Regions from separate parts of the Zea mays genome. Here region 1 is linked to region 2. A link is a contact called in public Hi-C data. All regions are on one chromosome and are shown on one strand. The core of a region is the stretch at or near the end of the contact, and the rest is flanking DNA. Distances in the headings are between cores, read along the strand shown.

Evidence for each region. Hi-C and Micro-C count contacts between places; a contact is called where the count stands out from the background.
Region 1: a Hi-C map of bundle sheath shows a contact between it and region 2, with 2.7 times the contacts expected there. The contact joins the promoter of LOC100283864 here to the promoter of LOC100286130 in region 2. A contact is called at or near these places in 2 of 25 Hi-C or Micro-C datasets (bundle sheath and tassel).

Annotation. Positions count from the first base shown.
Region 1 is chr6:121,822,995-121,826,358 of Zm-B73-REFERENCE-NAM-5.0, forward strand. It overlaps LOC100283864 (gibberellin receptor GID1L2), which reads right to left and starts at 2,016. Exons shown (of 1, transcript NM_001156762.2): 1 at 764-2,016. The coding sequence starts at 1,944. The coding sequence ends at 967.
Region 2 is chr6:121,212,335-121,216,211 of Zm-B73-REFERENCE-NAM-5.0, forward strand. It overlaps LOC100286130 (DNA-binding protein), which reads left to right and starts at 2,278. Exons shown (of 2, transcript NM_001159018.2): 1 at 2,278-2,520; 2 at 2,622-3,877. The coding sequence starts at 2,449.

The DNA of each region.
Region 1 (3,364 bases), core at 766-3,265, 610 kb after region 2:
CCGATACCAATTGTTAGCTATTGCTACTATGGCTACGCTACGGAAGGAATATTGCTTGAGGAAGAAGAAGGTAGGAGAATACACACGTCTTTTCCATAGTTTCCATATCGTGGCAACAACCAGAGTTAATATCCTCTTCTCCCTCTTAGACAGGCTTACATGGACCATATATTCGATAGGTAACAACTGTTGGGCCTGGAGACCCGACGGCCCAAGCCAGATTCGCCCTGCACCTTTCTCGTTCATCTTCCCGTCTTCGGTCTTGCTGCTGCATTCCTTGGCTTGCACAAGCATACGGTCCTTTGCTGCTGACAGCGCGTCGATGGCGACGTTCTTGGACACGACCACCTCCTCCGTTGCTGCATAAACCTCCCGCCTCCATCGATGCTTCCAGCTTTCCGCAACCAACAAAAATTGCACAAAGGACCGACGTCCTTGGACACTAGTACACTACCACATCCTCCTCCTCCATCGCCACAGACCATCGACGCTTCCCACCTTTCCGTAACCAACAAAAAAAACTACACAAAGGACTAAATAACGCGGGAACCCAGAATTCTTCTCGCGCATATCTGTGACACGGCTAGCCTTGAATGCGGGACGTGAAAAAAAGCAGGGGAGGGAAGGAGGCTGTTGGAGTAATAAAAATAGTGTTTCGTCTCCAATATTGGTTTTGGAAAGACTCTGTGTGTGTGTGTTTTTTTTTTTTGAAATGCTCTAATATTGGTTATGGTGTTGTTTGGTTCAGCATTCTAAATGGTAACAGGAATGGAGTTACATACCGCTGGTGATCAATCACCGCACTGATAGCTCTGTGAATCGATACAAATTGTTCTAACAAAAAACGAGACAACGAATTACTCCGTGGACCGACAGCGGATAAAATGGACCAAACCAAACAATCGATTTACTCCGTGAATCGATAGTGGACAAAAAAAAGAAAACTCTTATTTATCGTCTCGGTTTTCATTTATTTATGAAAGCCACGATCCGCTCCTGTAGTGCGACGCCCTGCTCCGAGTCCAGCATGTCGAAGTGGAACGCGTGGCCGACGCCCTTAGACTCGAACAGCTCGACCTCGCCGGCGTAGCCACTGGCCTTGATCTCCCGGTGGTACCACAGCGCGCGCTCCTTGAGCAGGAAGTCGTTCTCGGCCACACACACCAGCACGCGCTGGCACGGGATCCCGGCGGAGGCCTTGCGCGCCGCGTCGTCCACGAACGGGTTCACGCGCGGGTCGTCCAGCCCCACCGTGTCCGAGACCACGAACCGCCAAGTCCGGTCCATGGACGGCCGGATCTCGGGGCCGAACGCCGCCGTCTCGCCGCCCACGGCCTCCCTGCCAGTGAAGTACGGGTGCACTAGGGCGAGCCCGCGGATGGCCACGCCGGCGGCGGAGGCTCGCACGGCCGTGTCGTGCGCGATGTTGGCGCCGGCGCTGCAGCCCGCCAGGAACACGCGGGACAGGTCGGCGTGCTCCAGCAGCCACGGGTCCTCGCCGCCGAGCGTCACCGCCCACCGCAGCGCCGCCCACGCGTCGTCGTACGCGGCGGGCAGCTTGTGCTCCGGCGCGAGGCGGTAGTAGACGGACACGCCGATGGCGCCCGAGCGGGCGACGAGGTCGTTGAGGTAGCCGTGCGTGCCCGGCCGCGCCGGCGAGCCGACCACGAAGCCGCCGCCGTGGAAGTAGACGATCACCGGGATCTTGCCGGTGGCGCCGGGAGGGAGGTAGACGCGCGCGGAGGCGGGGCCGGAGCGGATGTCCTTGGAGACGACGCCGGTGGCCGGGTCCGTGCCGGCGGGGACGGTGGGGGCGCCGCCGGGCCGGTGAATGCGGCCGCTCTTGTACTGGCAGAGGTAGGGCTGGAAGTCGAAGACGACCTCGGAGTCGGGATCCATGGCTGCGGTCGGCGAGGAGGGGTTGGTGGCGGTGGAGTCGCCCATTTGGGTTGGGGGAGGAAATGAGTTGGCTACCTAGCAGTAGCAGTAGTACAACACAGGCACAGCGAGGCGGACGAGATCAGCCGGAGGCCTTTCTCACCAAGATATACAAAGGCTGCACTGCAGTCTGCACTCTGCAGGTGAGGGTTGGTGAGAGTTGACTTGTATACAACGGCACTTCAAAGCGTTTTTTTTTTGTTTTGTTTCCCATGTGGTTCACAAGATTTTCCATTTCTAACTAAAAAAAAGTGTTACCTTCCATTGTGGTTCAGAATATTTTCCATTTCGAAAAAAGCAACATATTATGAATTTCAAAAATGCTACTGACTAAGGGTGGTGTTTTGTTTGTACCTCAGTCTCAATATCTCATTGTTAAAAAAAACAAATATCTATAAACATGTCTTATATGAAAAAATTGAATTATAGAAAACTACTTTAAAATTGTTCCTAGCAGGAAGCCTTGAACTTGAGAGCCATTGCGATCATGTAGAATTTATATTCACCAAATCATATTCAACGACAGTGCCACTTTTCAGATGAACAATTCCGCGGTGCATTGTTCTCCAAGTTCTCTTCTAAAGTGATCAGAAGGGTGCATAAGCTTTACAGTTTACAGTATCTCTCACAAATTGAACGCTAGTGTTTTTCAGCAACTCCGTAAAAGATGGAGCCTATCTCCCAGACATCTACTTCTGGCAACCAGATCAAACAGCAACAGTTTGAAATATGAAAACATGTGAAAATGAATAATCAAACTCATTTATACAATTTGAATAGAATTACCTCCTGATAATAGCTCATACAACATGGGTATAAATACAAATTTATCAGATTGATGCCCCCAAAAAACCTGTAATCTGTTTTGCTTTGTTAGTAATCTATTACAGTATAATAAATGGAATAGAAGATTCACTACCGGAATCGTGTTCTTTGCCGAGTGTCTTAGACACTCGGCAAAGGCTTTGCCGAGTGTAACACTCGACAAAGAATAATCAACAAAGGATTCTGCCAAGTGTCAAAAAGCACTCAACAAATAAAAGCACTCGTCAAATTAAGAATAAAAAATCCAAAAAAACAGCAAAACATTTTTTTAAATTATAGGAACAAACTCTCCGACCCTACCTATCATACTCATCGCCCTATCATTTTCACTATTATTTTGAATCAAATTTACATGTTTTGTAAATGGTGAGATTCGAACTCGCAACCTCTCTCTCGCGTATACCCTCCTATATCACTACACTACTACATCAATTATGTCTATAATAAACCGAGAGTAATTTGATTATTTAAACCACTAAATGAATTCATTTGAAAATGTGACCAACTATAAAGTTGCATATTTTTTTTAAGATCTACAAGTTATATTTTGATAGTTTCTACATCCGAGGCCATTTACAAAATTTGAATTTCAAATTTGAAA
Region 2 (3,877 bases), core at 1,028-3,527:
TTTTGATAGTCTGGCATTTTCTATTCCGGCGCATGTGTGGCGTGGTCAGGTTTTAATCTTGTTCAGTCTTCGACTTTAAAGCTGATGTTTTTGTCTGTGTGATGGGCGGCTCCTCAGCTAGCTCCTTGGATGTTTCCATCGGTAACTCTGTTTGTTTCTATTTCGTAATGAAATAGAGGGGTTTCCCCTTCCATCAAAAACATATAATCTAGATACATAGATTACGATAATCCAACAACGTGTTATTATGTGTTTGTATAATTCATAAGCTAAATTATATAACCGTAGAAAGAAACAAACAAAGCTAACTTAGGGCTAACTTAGAATGATGTGCAACTGCAATCCTGCAACAGCGATTCTGGAAATGGACCCCGCCACCCTGGGCACACCTGAGCCTAGAATTGCCCTTGCCGCCGACGCAAGGACGAGCAAGAGCAACAACCCTCGTGAAACCTGGAGCCCCCAAAATATTTCTACTGTATGCCTTGTTCCACAATGTTATAAACACCGGTGAACTCAACCCTGGCGGCCAAAATCCCAACAGCCTCAGGTCAACACTGCCCAAGACGACGCCGTGACGGAGAAAGAGCCGGAGACACATAGGTCCCAATAGCGTCACCACAATCTCTGGCCAGCAACACCAGGGAAGCAAAATCCAACCGAGGTGGAACCAATGAGCTCTATCCGAAACCAGTCACCTTGGGTGTGATTGGTTCATGTTTCTGGATAGCAAAAGATGAAATCCGGCAGCCAGACTTTCCTAGGCCAGGTTTTTGCATGCATAATGCATGACAGTTTGTTTGGATCATTATTTCTATCGTATGACTGGTGAACGTGATGGGTTTGGTATTCTAGTGCCAGTTTGTTTGCTTGCATGATTGAGAAACTGGTCAACAAGATGCACCTTCTTTTGGAACGAAGCAAGTGCCCGCACGCTATCTAAAAGCATGATACAACATACACGAGCGGATCCAGAACAAAATAAGAGCGAGGACACACTTATAAAGACGAGCATCCAAACATCAAAGTGATGTTATCTATACTTGACTGAGCATGGAACCTTATGTAAAATTTTAGACTACACTACTTACAACAAAGAAATGAGCGAGGGCCTGTGCCCTCACTAGGTCCGCCCCTACAATACATTTATCCTTACCGTTCATCACATGAGCTACTAACCATAATATCAACTGCGCTATCAATCGTGGTCAGCTCTTCTGTGCATAGCCTTTATCAGCAACCTACACCTATATCATCGCTCCATCAACTTTTATTTTAGAAATTTTTATTTAAAACGAAACATGACATTTTGTTTAGGAAAAAAAAATCACCTGACCACGTGATGAAGAAAAAAACTACAGAAGTCAAAAAAAGAATGAAAAAAAATGAAAAAGTTACATAGTTCTTAAAAAATGATACTCCCCTGTTTCTTTTTAGTTGTCGTTGGATAGTTCAATTTTGTACTATCCAGCGACAACTAAAACGAAACGGAGGGAGTACAATACTCCTCCCCAACATCGTCCACATTTTCTTCCTAATCTATTTTTCATCTAAATTTAATTGCTCGATCAATTTGTTTACGACCAACGCGTGGGGTTTTTTAAGGCTATCTCTAGCAGGCCCCTATCCCATCCCATATCTCTGTGGTATTTTAGTGCCAGTTTGTTTGACTGTTGAGAAACCAGCCAACAAGATGCACCTTCTTTTGGAAGAAAGCAATGTGTCAGTGGTCGCACACTATATAAAATCTCGATAGAATGCACTCCATCATTACGGTTCGTCACACCGACCATAACATCAACTCCGCTATCGAACATCGTCCGCTCTCAATAAGAAATCTGAAACCCTAACTGATTCCGCGCACACGCGGATGGTCCTGGCCGCTACGGTGGACAGTCCGACCTTAGAGCCGTCCGCACTCAATTTTGGTGCTCAACACTTTATATAAACTATAAATTTTTATAATAGCATAAATAGAAAATACTCTAACTTATATCGTTTACGCTTTCCTAACAATTCTGATTCAGTTTGGAGCCATCCGTATTCCCCACAAACAGACTATCTCCAGCAGAATATTATATTTTATCTTATATCTTATTCCTTATTTTAAATTTATCATATACATATATTTTTCAGTCTAATGAGTCTCACCTTCACCTCACCTCACCTCACCTCACCTCATGCACAGGCCAAGCGGGCGCGCGAGGCTCGCGGGAAACGCAAACGCCAGGCTACGGGCACCGATTTGCACGTGCTGCATCCAACGAACCTGGTTTGATGCCCTTGTCGGCATCGGGGGGCTTCGCCTACCCGCATCACCCACCCTCTCCCCGCTTCCCTATCCCTCACGCAGTCAGGAGATCCCCAATTCCCCATTCACCAATCCCCAGTATTGTAGTAGGGGGAAAAACGAGAGAAAAGAAACAGCAGTAGCGGAGGCAAGACGAAATGGTGGCCGCCGTCGCGTCGCCTTCGTCGGCGGCACCCTCCGCCGGCCGTCCCCATCCGACATACAAGGAGGTAATATAGCCGCTCCCCGTCTCCCTCCTCGGTTCGTTGGAGTGAATATTGAATCTTGCTGCTGCATCTCGATCGATGATTTGGGTTGGATGCGCCCGCAGATGATCATGCAGGCGCTGACGGAGCTGCGGGACCCGAGCGGGTCGAGCCGCAGCGCCATCGCCACCTACATCGCCGACCACTTCTCCGGCCTCCACTCGCGCCACGATGCCCTCCTCTCCGTCCATCTCCGCAGCCTCAAGTCCCATGGCCAACTTCGCCTCGTCTCTGGCAACTACTTCGTCTCCACCGCCGCTCAGCGGCAGGGGCGAGGCTCCAACATCCCGCCCAACCCCAACCCTGCTCCGGGGCAGAAGCGTGGTCGGGGGCGGCCTCGCAAGTACGCAGATTCAGCCCCTTCCGCTTCGATCCCGGCGTTTCAGGACGCCAAGCGAGGGCGTGGACGCCCACGCAAACGCAAGAGCGCCCAGGACCCGGTGGCTTCCTCCCCCTCCCCTTCGCCGCTACAGGGAGCAAGTGTTCCGCCGCCTCCATCTGGGGTCAAGAGGGGGCGTGGACGCCCTCGGAAGGACGCCCTTGTCCCTCCGCCTTCCTCTTCTTCGCCACTGCTGGGAGGGATTGATCCACCGCCTCCATCTGGGATCAAGACGGGCCGTGCACGTCCTCGGAAGGCCCTTGTCCCTGTGCGTTCCTCCTTTTCCGAGCTGCTGGGAGCTGTTGTTCTACCACCTCCGTCTGGGGTCAAGCGTGGCCGCGGACGCCCGCGCAAGAGTGCCTACCCCGCTGTGGCGCCGTTGGTGGGAGCTGAGAAGGGACCTGCTGGTGGACAACCACAGAGGAATACCACTCCTCTCTCACCGACACCTGCTACCATGTCCCACAGTGGTAAGAGTGAGACTGTCCGGCTGCCCAAGGTTGCTGTTGATATCAGTGCTTTGCGTGGTTCCTCCATGAACATATCTGCTTCTAGTAACAGTTTGGTTGGTGCGAAGCGGGGAAGAGGGCGCCCACCTAAGGTTGTGGTTGCTGGGAAAGAGAAGATGCAACCTGAATCTGTGCAGTCCGTGGATGCTTCATTGACTAAGAGAGGGCGTGGGAGGCCCAGAAAGGAGAAGGCATTGGAAAGTGGCCGCATGAAAGCCTCGCAGATGACTGAGGGTCAACGTGAAGCTCTGACTGCAGACCAAGCTGGGGCTGTCCAAAATGAAGTAGAAGATAGGGATTTGCAATCCTTGGGTACTCCTTTGACAGAGAAGAGAGGCCGCGGTCGTCCTAGAAAGAGGCCGTTGGAAATCGAAACTGCAAAAGCAGGGGCTGCTAAGCGTGGGAGGCCAAGAAAGGAGAAGACATCTGAAAC